2 separate regions of the Sus scrofa genome follow, and region 1 is linked to region 2. A link is a contact called in public HiChIP or PLAC-seq data. All regions are on one chromosome and are shown on one strand. The core of a region is the stretch at or near the end of the contact, and the rest is flanking DNA. Distances in the headings are between cores, read along the strand shown. Region 1 overlaps DUS2 (tRNA-dihydrouridine(20) synthase [NAD(P)+]-like). Region 2 overlaps ATP6V0D1 (V-type proton ATPase subunit d 1).

Region 1 (4,451 bases), core at 35-2,534, 530 kb before region 2:
CCTCTGTTGTGTACATATATATGTAAACTCCATAAGGGAAGTTCACCTTTTCTCTACACTAGAGCACCAGCCCCAGCAACCCCTTGCCTGGGACACAGTGACATTCATCACTTGGTAAATGAATGAATGAATGCGTGAATAAATGAATGCATGAATGGATCTGCATGCATCCTGTGTGGAACACAGTGATCCTTTGCCAGGGCAAACATCAGAACCACCTGGACAGCTTAAGAAACGCAGAAACTTAGACTCCACCTCTTATTCCCTGAAAGAGTTTCTAGGGGCAGGGCTTGGGCATCTGTGTTTTCAAAAGGCTCTCTGCCCAATACACTCCCTCCTCAAAATGATTCTGCGCCCTAACCCTGGTAGAAAACACATGGCTCACAGCTCCATTCCAGCTTCAAGGCAATGGTTCCTGAATGCTGTTCCAGGATCTGCCAAGTGAGGGAGCAGGGAAGATTGAACAGGTCCTGGGCCCTATCCCCAGGAACCCCTCTCTTTAGGGGAGTCAGATATATAGGAAAGAAACTGGCAAAAGGAAAAGACAACACTGTCAACATATTAAAAAGTATTTATTTGGCACAGTAATGGCAAAGGACTTCAAAGGAAGATCAAGAAAGTCATACAGCAAAGTGTCTGGGAAATAGCGAGACCAGACCACATAAGAGCTAGAGATTGAGAAAGGTGTAGATGACACGGCATGTCTGCAGCATGACTCTCTTCTCCCCTCATCAAAAATTTCTGGCCAAGCAAGCCAGGGGGAAGGTGACCCCAAGAGCTCTCTTGTAAGAAAACTGATTGCCTGTCCAACAAAGCAAGGGGGGACATCCAGGCAGCTGCTGCCAGTCTTGGTTTTAGACAAGTGGGGGCAGCAGAGAGCCGAGTTACAAGAACCAGTGAAGGAGGCCTTTCTCTCAGGGACAGACTAAGGCAGGTCCCTCCAGGAGACATCAGACCAAGAGGCTGGGCTGATAGATGGCTGGACAGATCATGGGCAAGACAGGGCCTGCTGGCCTAGGCACAACTGCCAGGGACTGGCAGGAAGGAACATCCCCAGGTGTTGCACCAGGAGGCAGACGGGGCCTGAGGTCTTAGAGTCACTCTGGCAGGGCTCAAAGGGGCACTTACCCTTTAAGGCGGGGGAGGGACTGCCAGATCCACGGAGACACAGGATAAAAATTCTCACTCTGGTCCTCTCCCTCAAGCTGACAGTATCATCTCTGGGAGTTTCCTTTGCAAGTGCTGACTTAACTTCCTCTATCTTTGGTAATTTAAGCAAGCAACATCAGCTGGTTCGATCTAATTCTGTTTTGCAGAACTTCTCTTGGTGTATTTTATCCAAACAGCTGTCTTCAAGTACCTTCTTCAATATTTTTGTTCATTTCAGAGTTCCCGTCGTGGCTCAGTGGTTAACGAATCAGACTAGGAACCATGAGGTTGCAGGTTCGATCCCTGGCCTTGCTCAGTGGGTTAAGGTTCCGGCGTTGCCGTGAGCTGTGGTATAGGTCACAGACGCGGCTTGGATCCCACGTTGCTGTGGCTCCAGTTTAGGCCAGCAACTGTAGCTCCGATTAGACCCCTGGCCTGGGAATCTCCCTATGCCGCAAGTATGGCCCTAGAAAAGACAAAAAAAAAAAAAATTTTTTTTGTTCATTTCATGTGTGTGTTCAGGACCAGGAACAGAATTAGTAGCCAAAAGTCCCAGGCACTTGCAAGAGTCACACACACTGAGGGGAAAGGGCAACTAGAGTCTATCTTCCTGTCACGCTCCAGCTGAACCTCACTGGGACCCAAGTCTCCCAGAATTAAGCTATACCCTTGTCTCTGTGGTGTCAAAGTCTGTGGCAGAAGAGGACTTGAGACATGCCTATATCTGAGCAGATAACAGCACATCGACCCATGGGCAAGCTCAATCCATCAGATCCACCAGCTGACTCAGAAAAAGCAGACTTTGGAGTTCCCTGGTAGCTCAGCAGGTTAAGGATCTGGCATTGTCACTGCTATGGCTCTGGTTACTGCTGTGGTGCAGGTTCAATCCCTGGCCCAGGAACGATAAAAAAAAAAAAGAAAGAAAGAAAGAAAAAAAAAAACGGAAAAAGAAAAGCAAGGAGGATGGGAGAGAATAAGCTTGGGAACTAGTGAGACCTGAGTTTAGTCCTCGCCCTGCCGATTGTTAGCCATGGCCCCAGTGCAGTGCAAACAAGGAGGAAACCCAGGGAAGCTGGGGGCCCAGGGAATCTGGGGCAGGAATGAGAGAGAAGATACTACTGATATAAGGTCTTAAACTGAGGTTCTTAATCCAGGGAGGGTACACCAGAGTTACACGGGAGGCTTTTTCAAAAGATTAATACCCAATTCCCTGCCCTTATCTCCCACAAGAATGTATGGAATTTTTCATAGTCAGCATCCTTTTAAAAAAATTATTGTGCAAAAAAAAAAGGGAGTTCCCGTCGGGGCGCAGTGGTTAACGAATCCGACTAGGAACCATGAGGTTGCGGGTTCAGTCCCTGCCCTTGCTCAGTGGGTTAACGATCCGGCGTTGCCATGAGCTGTGGTGTAGGTTGCAGACGCGGCTCGGATCCCACGTTGCTGTGGCTCTGGAGTAGGCTGGCAGCTACAGCTCCGATTAGACCCCTAGCCTGGGAACATCCCATATGCCTCGGGAGCGGCCCAAGAAATGGCAAAAAAAAAAAAAAAAAATTATTGTGGAGTTCCTGTTGTGGCGCAGTGGAAACTAATCCTACTAGGAACATGAGGTTTCGAGTTTGATCCCTGGCCTCGCTCAGTGGGTTAAGGATTCGGCGTTGCCATGAGCTGTGGTGTAGGTTGCAGATGCGGCTCGGATCTGGCGTTGCTGTGGCTGTGGTGTAGGCCGGCAGCCATAGCTCCAATTGGACCCCTGACCTGGGAACCTCCATGTTCCACAGGTGCGGCCCTGAAAGACAAAAGACCAAAAAAAAAAAAAAATTACTGTGGTAAAATAAACATAACATAAAATTGTTACACAGCAAAAATTATCAACTATACGTCTAAAAATTTTTAAAAATGAAAAAAACAAACATAAAATTGTCTGTTTTAACCACGTTAAGTGGTTAAATTCAGTGGTATTAGTTCACAATTTTGTACAACCATCACCATTATTAATTTCCAAAATTTTTCATTGCCTCAAACAAGCATACTTTTTTGAAAAAAATGTGTGTGGGTGGTCCTGAGATGCTTCCACAGATGGAACCATGGACCTGAAACACCAAGCCTGGAAGGACCTACAAAGCTCCCCCAGTTTACCAGCACAGTTTGAGCCTGAATCAGCCCACTCATCCTGGGTCTCATCTGGCTTTACTGCAGAAGCCTGCCACCTCCCTTCCATGAGACAAACCTCGTTCACTAGTCTGACCTGGCTCATCTGACCACCCCACCAGTCAGAGAATTAGGGAAATGAACTGAGCTTCTGAGGTGGGGTGTTAACTCTGCTGCTTCATGTGTGAAATGTGCCCCAAAAGGGCAGGGGCGAGGACAGAGGCAACAGCATGAGTGGGAGCAGTCAGAAGACTGGAGGACAACAAAAATTCCTGTATGTATATGGCATGAAGCAAACCAACTGCTATCAAGGCCCCTTCCCCTGTGTTGTCCACATCCACTCCATCCTGCATAGAGGTGTCTGACTGGAGGTTCCTAAGTCCAAGTATCCACTTGCCTGTGGCTAGACACTTAGAAACTACACCCAGGCACCCTCAAGCTGAGATGCTACTGAGAGGAGGCACTGATGCTGGGGTAGCAAGACCATGGCTCTAGACTCAGCTTCACCTGCTTATATTTCCTACATGATCTTGAGCCAAATTGTTTTTATCTTTCTGTGCTTTAGTTTTATTATTCTTTTTTTTTTTTTTCTTGTTTTCTTTTTTCTTTTTTGGCTGCCTCATGGCATATGGAGTTCCCATGCCAGGGATCAGATCTAAGCTGCAGTTGTGACCTACACACAGCTATGACAACACTGGATCCTTAACCCAGATCCTCAAACCAGTGTCCCAGCACTGCAGAGACACCACTGATCCCAATGTGCCACAGCGGGAACTCCTAGGTTTTTATTATTTTTGATTAAATGGAGAGAACAAATGCCAACCTTGTCTACTTTGAAGGATTTGGGGAACAAATGCTGGAATTACTATGGAAAGGAAATTACCCTATAAACAGTATCTATGCCTGTCTGCACACAGGAAAAATAAGAAGGCACCTAGCCCATAAACATGCTGGCCTTCCTATATCCCAGACGCGGTGGAGCTGGAGGAATATACAGGGTTGAGCTGCTTACACAGCAATGGCAGCTCTTATTGGTGGTGCCTTATCGCAAGCTGCTCTAGCCTGTCAGAGGGCCTGAGAGATTTAGAGCCCAGAGATGGAAGCAGGGATGGAGAATGAAAAGGAAATCAAAGGAGCTAAGAGGAGCAACAAAG
Region 2 (4,449 bases), core at 476-2,975:
TTCACGCTGTGGTGCAGTGGGACTGGCGATGTTTCTGCAGCGCCAAGATGCAGGTTTTGTCCGCAGCCTGGCACAGTGGATTAAAGTCATAGTTGTGGTAGCACTCTAGAGTAAGTCGCAGCTGTGACTTGGCTTCAGTCCCTAGCCTGGGAACTTCCATATGCTGCAGGCGTGGCCATAAAAAATATAAAAAGCAAAAACAAAAGCACCAGCACTGAATGTCCACAGAGTGCACTATGGGTCAGTGGGAGCATGTGAGTAGTAACATTTAAGGGTAGAGGGGCTCTTTTTGGGGTGAAGAAAATGTTCTAAAATCGATTGTGGTGATGGTTACACAACTCTGAATTTACTAAAAGACTTTGATTTGTGCACTTTAAATGGGCCAATTGTATGGTGTATGAATTATATCTTAGTAAAGCTGTCACACACGCAAAATTAGCCAGGTCGAGGAGATGGGAAGAAGGAATGGCATTCGCAGTCTCAGAAACATGACACTGCATAGACTAGCAGGGGAGCTTTGGGAGCTGGGAGGAGAGAGCAGAGCATGTGTCAGGGTGAGCAGGGCTCGGGGTGGATAGGTGCATCTGTTTGGTTCATGGAAGGCCTTGGGTGCCTTGGGTATCTTGGAAGGATGCGTAGCTTGGGAGGATGAGGGTTGTGATTTTAAAAAAGAGGGTTTCTTCAGTTAGGTCAAGGTCAGTGCGTGGGAAATGTCTTGCTTAAGAGTTTCTGTTTATGGTCTTGCCTGGAAACATTTTGTATGTTCCATTTTGTTTGTCAGAGGAGAATATTTTGATTTAGTGAAATTAGGTGACCATGGCTTGGACAGCAAGACAAGCTTAGCTCTATCCAGAATTCCTCAGAGTCAGATGCAATCCAGAGGAAGAGATGACACAGTTCAGGCAATCCAGTGACTACAAGCAAGAGAGGGGGGGCTCAGGAAGCACTGGGAGAACAGTATACAGAATGTGATAATCCAACAGGGTTTGCACATGGAATAAAGGGAACAGCTACATTGAGTCTTTGAGCTATGAGAGCCTGGGTCCACACGCACCTGAAGTATTCCCCTCAGTGTTTCTTGATCCATATTGTCTCAACTGCTCTGGGCAGTGGCCTTGTGTGAAGAGACCTTCCCTCCCCCAAGCACAGGGCCCAGTGATTGATGAGCTGATGTGGGCTACTGATGGGGACTTGATTATGCCTCTCCACTGGCTGCTGCAAGAGGATGAGGCTCCCAGAGCAGGGGTCGAGGTAAGGGGTAGGCAGGAGGGAGGTCTTGTGGCCATGAGCCATGTTGGACTTGATCCTTTAGTGGATAAAGAAGTGGAGAATTGAGAAGGGGGCAAGGGTTGGTAGTGTGATGCAATTAGAAATTTGGTCAGGGGCTCTGGAGGTTGGATTTAGGAGGAGTCAGGCTGGATTATTCCAGAAGGTGGTCTGCACTGGGACAAGAGTGGCAGGGCAGAAGGACTGGTTTCAGAGACCAGCTTAAGGAATGAGACCCATAAGATGGGGCCAGTGTGCCTAAGTCTGGGGTGAGAGGGGTCAGAAATCAGGCTTCTGACCTCATAAATGACTGGGTGAGTGCTGGGAATGGCTTCTGAGCTAGGGACCACCAGAGGAGGAGAAGGTTTGGGGCATGGACCCGGCGGTGGAGGAGGAGGAGTTCTGTAGCAGATGTGCTGAATCAGGTCTGAGGGATGTGGCTGTGTGGATCTGGAGCCGGGGGAAGTAGCATTAAGATACCAATCTGGAAGTCATCAGCATGCTGGCGGGCAACAGCTCAGCCCACGCCCGGCCATCTGTTGGTTAGCAGCCAGGACAAGCCTCCTTTAGAAGCTTTGTCCTGCCCACGAGCCCTGCCAGGAGGCTGGAGAGCAGCCTTAGTGGCGGGCCAAGTGGACACAAACATGGCCTGAGGAGGCTACCTGGCGTGGAGCCTAATTTGGCAACTAGAGCAGGGAGAGCCACAGCCAGGGATTCCCCTCCAGATCCCTGCTGTGCCTCCTCCTGCAGGACTGGGCATGGTAATTTCTTCTTCTTCTTTTTTTTTTTTTTTCTTTTTTGGTTTTCTTTTAAACTAAACATAATTAAAAAATTTTTTCAACAGTAGAATTGGTGGAAGGGTGACTTGGTGTAGATCCTTTGGGGGACAAAAGTTTTTACCCCCTTGTTTAAACATTGCATGTTGGTGTTCCCATTGTGGCTTATTGGGTTAAGAATCCGACTAGTGGAGTTCCCGTCGTGGCTCAGCAGAAACAAATCTGATTAGCATCCATGAGGATGCAGGTTTGATCCCTGGCCTTGCTCAATGGGTTAAGGGTCCAGTGTTGGTGTGAGCTATGGTGTAGGTCACAGGTACCGCTTAGATCTGTCATTGCTGTGGCTATGGTGTAGGCAGGCAGCTATAGCTCTGATTCGACCCCTAGCCTAGGAACTTCCATTAACAAGGTATGGTTAAATAAATCATTGTCTGTGTTTATGAGGAAATACTATTCAATGCTTAAAAGCGTGACGGTCTATAAAGACTGATTTAGAAATATCTGTTAGGTGAGATGTTGCGTATAATATAGTTGCATATAATATAGTCTCATTTTAGTAGAAAAATAAGCACATAGAAACGTGTTTGGAAGCATAGTCACCAAGTCTTCTAGAGTGGCAGCTTCTGCAGAGAGGGATTGGAGAGGCTGGAGGGGGAATATGTCAGTTTTTATTTTTACATACCCTCATATTATTCGAATGTATCTTAATGAACAAATGTTTTATAATTTATAATTTATTTATTTTTGTCTTTTTTAGGGCCGCACCTGCTGCATATGGAGGTTGCTAGGCTAGGGGTCGAATTGGAGCTGTAGCTGCTTGGCTATACCACAGCCACAGCAGTGCAGGATCCGAGCTGTGTCTGTGACCTACACCACAGCTCATAGCAACGCCGGATCCTTAACCCACTGATCAAGGCCAGGGATCGAACCTTCGTCTTCGTGGATGCTAGTCACATTCATTTCTACTGAGCCACTACAGAAACCCCAATGTTTTATAATTTAAAACATCCAGTAATCAACAGGGACCTACCTACTGTATAGCACAGGGAACTCTCCTCAATAGTCTGTGATGGTCTACATGGGAAAAGAATCTGAAAAATAATGGATATGTGTATAATTGGATCACTTTGCTATATATACCTGAAACTAACACAGCATTGTAAATCAACTATACTCTGACATGAAATAAATTTTTTTTTAAAATCTGCTAGAGATACGTAAAATAAGGGAAATTAGAACATATGAGCAAGCCAAGAGAAGGTACTCACACCCATCAGCCATCTGAACAGAGACCCTATTGGTAACCCTGGGGCATTCTTCCAGATTTTCATTCACAGCTTGTAGGGCTGGTATGAGTCTTAGGGAACCCACAACAAGCCTCTTCTCTTCACACCAGAAGACTGAACATCCAGGGGATGCATAAGGGTCCAGGCCAGGGCTGAACACATCATGTCACTCAGACCAGAGCCCTAAAGATCCTGTCCAGGTACGGTTTACCTCTCACCTGCCCATTTTCTCTCTTTCCCTTGTCTCCTCCTCTCTACCCTTACTTCTTCTTTTTTCTGTTTTTGGTCTTTTTAGGGCTGCACCTGCGGCATATGGAAGTTCCCAGGTTAGGGGTCAAATTGGAGCTATAGCTGTCGGCTTACACCACAGCCACAGCAACTCAGAATCCAAGCTGCATCTGTGACCTACACCATAGCTGACAGCAATGCCAGATCCCTGACCCACTGAGTGAGGCCAGGGATCGAACCTGCGACCTCATGGATGCTAGTTGGATTCCTTTCCACCGCACTACAATGGGCACTCCCTCTACCTACTTCTTGCTTTCCCTTCACTGATAACATCTTGTACTGGTATACACTTTAGCCTGATTTGATCTGGGAAACTATTTATGGTTAAAATAGTCCCCACATGAACTGATAACCCCTGTTTCACAAGCCTTACCCCATGTCATGTCAGAACTTGGCTCTGGTGGGTGATAACATACTTGTCCTTGGATGTTAGTAATTTCTTGGGCCTGGTTTCTAAGGTGGAGCCAGTGCCTGAACCTGTGATTAGGACATTTTGAGGTGACCTCAGCACAGGCAAATGTTAGCCATCCAAGACCATTGGAGATGAGCTTTCTGGGTGACCAGGGTTTGTGGCTGGCAAAGAGGGAAGACCCAAGTTTTAAATGTTTTGCTTAAAACCCTTCTGGAATATATTAGTCTCACTTTCTTGCTTTCTTAGCACACATTGAACATAGCAGAGCTTCTCTTGAGTTGGGGCTGTTAGACTTGAAATGAGATGGAACCAGACTACTGTCCCTGAGGGCCCAGATCTGCCTCCTAATAGTTTGTCCCTGGCCCCCTGTGGTCAGAGTGCCTGCTACAGCACCCTAGCAGTTTTCTCCAACTTACAGCTG

Evidence for each region. HiChIP or PLAC-seq counts read pairs in DNA pulled down with a chosen protein or histone mark.
Region 1: a contact with region 2 is called in an H3K27ac HiChIP or PLAC-seq map of alveolar macrophages. The contact joins two enhancer-like sites. A contact is called at or near these places in 2 of 5 promoter capture datasets (fetal liver and fetal skeletal muscle) and 1 of 2 datasets of contacts at active chromatin or transcription factors (alveolar macrophages).

What each region holds. Positions count from the first base shown.
Region 1 is chr6:28,645,479-28,649,929 of Sscrofa11.1, reverse strand. All of the region lies in intron 8 of DUS2 (tRNA-dihydrouridine(20) synthase [NAD(P)+]-like), which reads right to left. Among named protein-coding and RNA genes, the nearest start is that of NFATC3, 19 kb to the left of the region's middle. Within about 2 kb of position 1,284, at least 13 of the 83 cell types and tissues checked have an H3K27ac peak or open chromatin away from gene starts, as enhancers often do. A contact at or near this core is called in alveolar macrophages, where this site is marked.
Region 2 is chr6:28,117,302-28,121,750 of Sscrofa11.1, reverse strand. The region is part of intron 1 of ATP6V0D1 (V-type proton ATPase subunit d 1); the gene reads left to right. Among named protein-coding and RNA genes, the nearest start is that of ATP6V0D1, 13 kb to the left of the region's middle. Within about 2 kb of position 1,725, at least 13 of the 83 cell types and tissues checked have an H3K27ac peak or open chromatin away from gene starts, as enhancers often do. A contact at or near this core is called in alveolar macrophages, where this site is marked.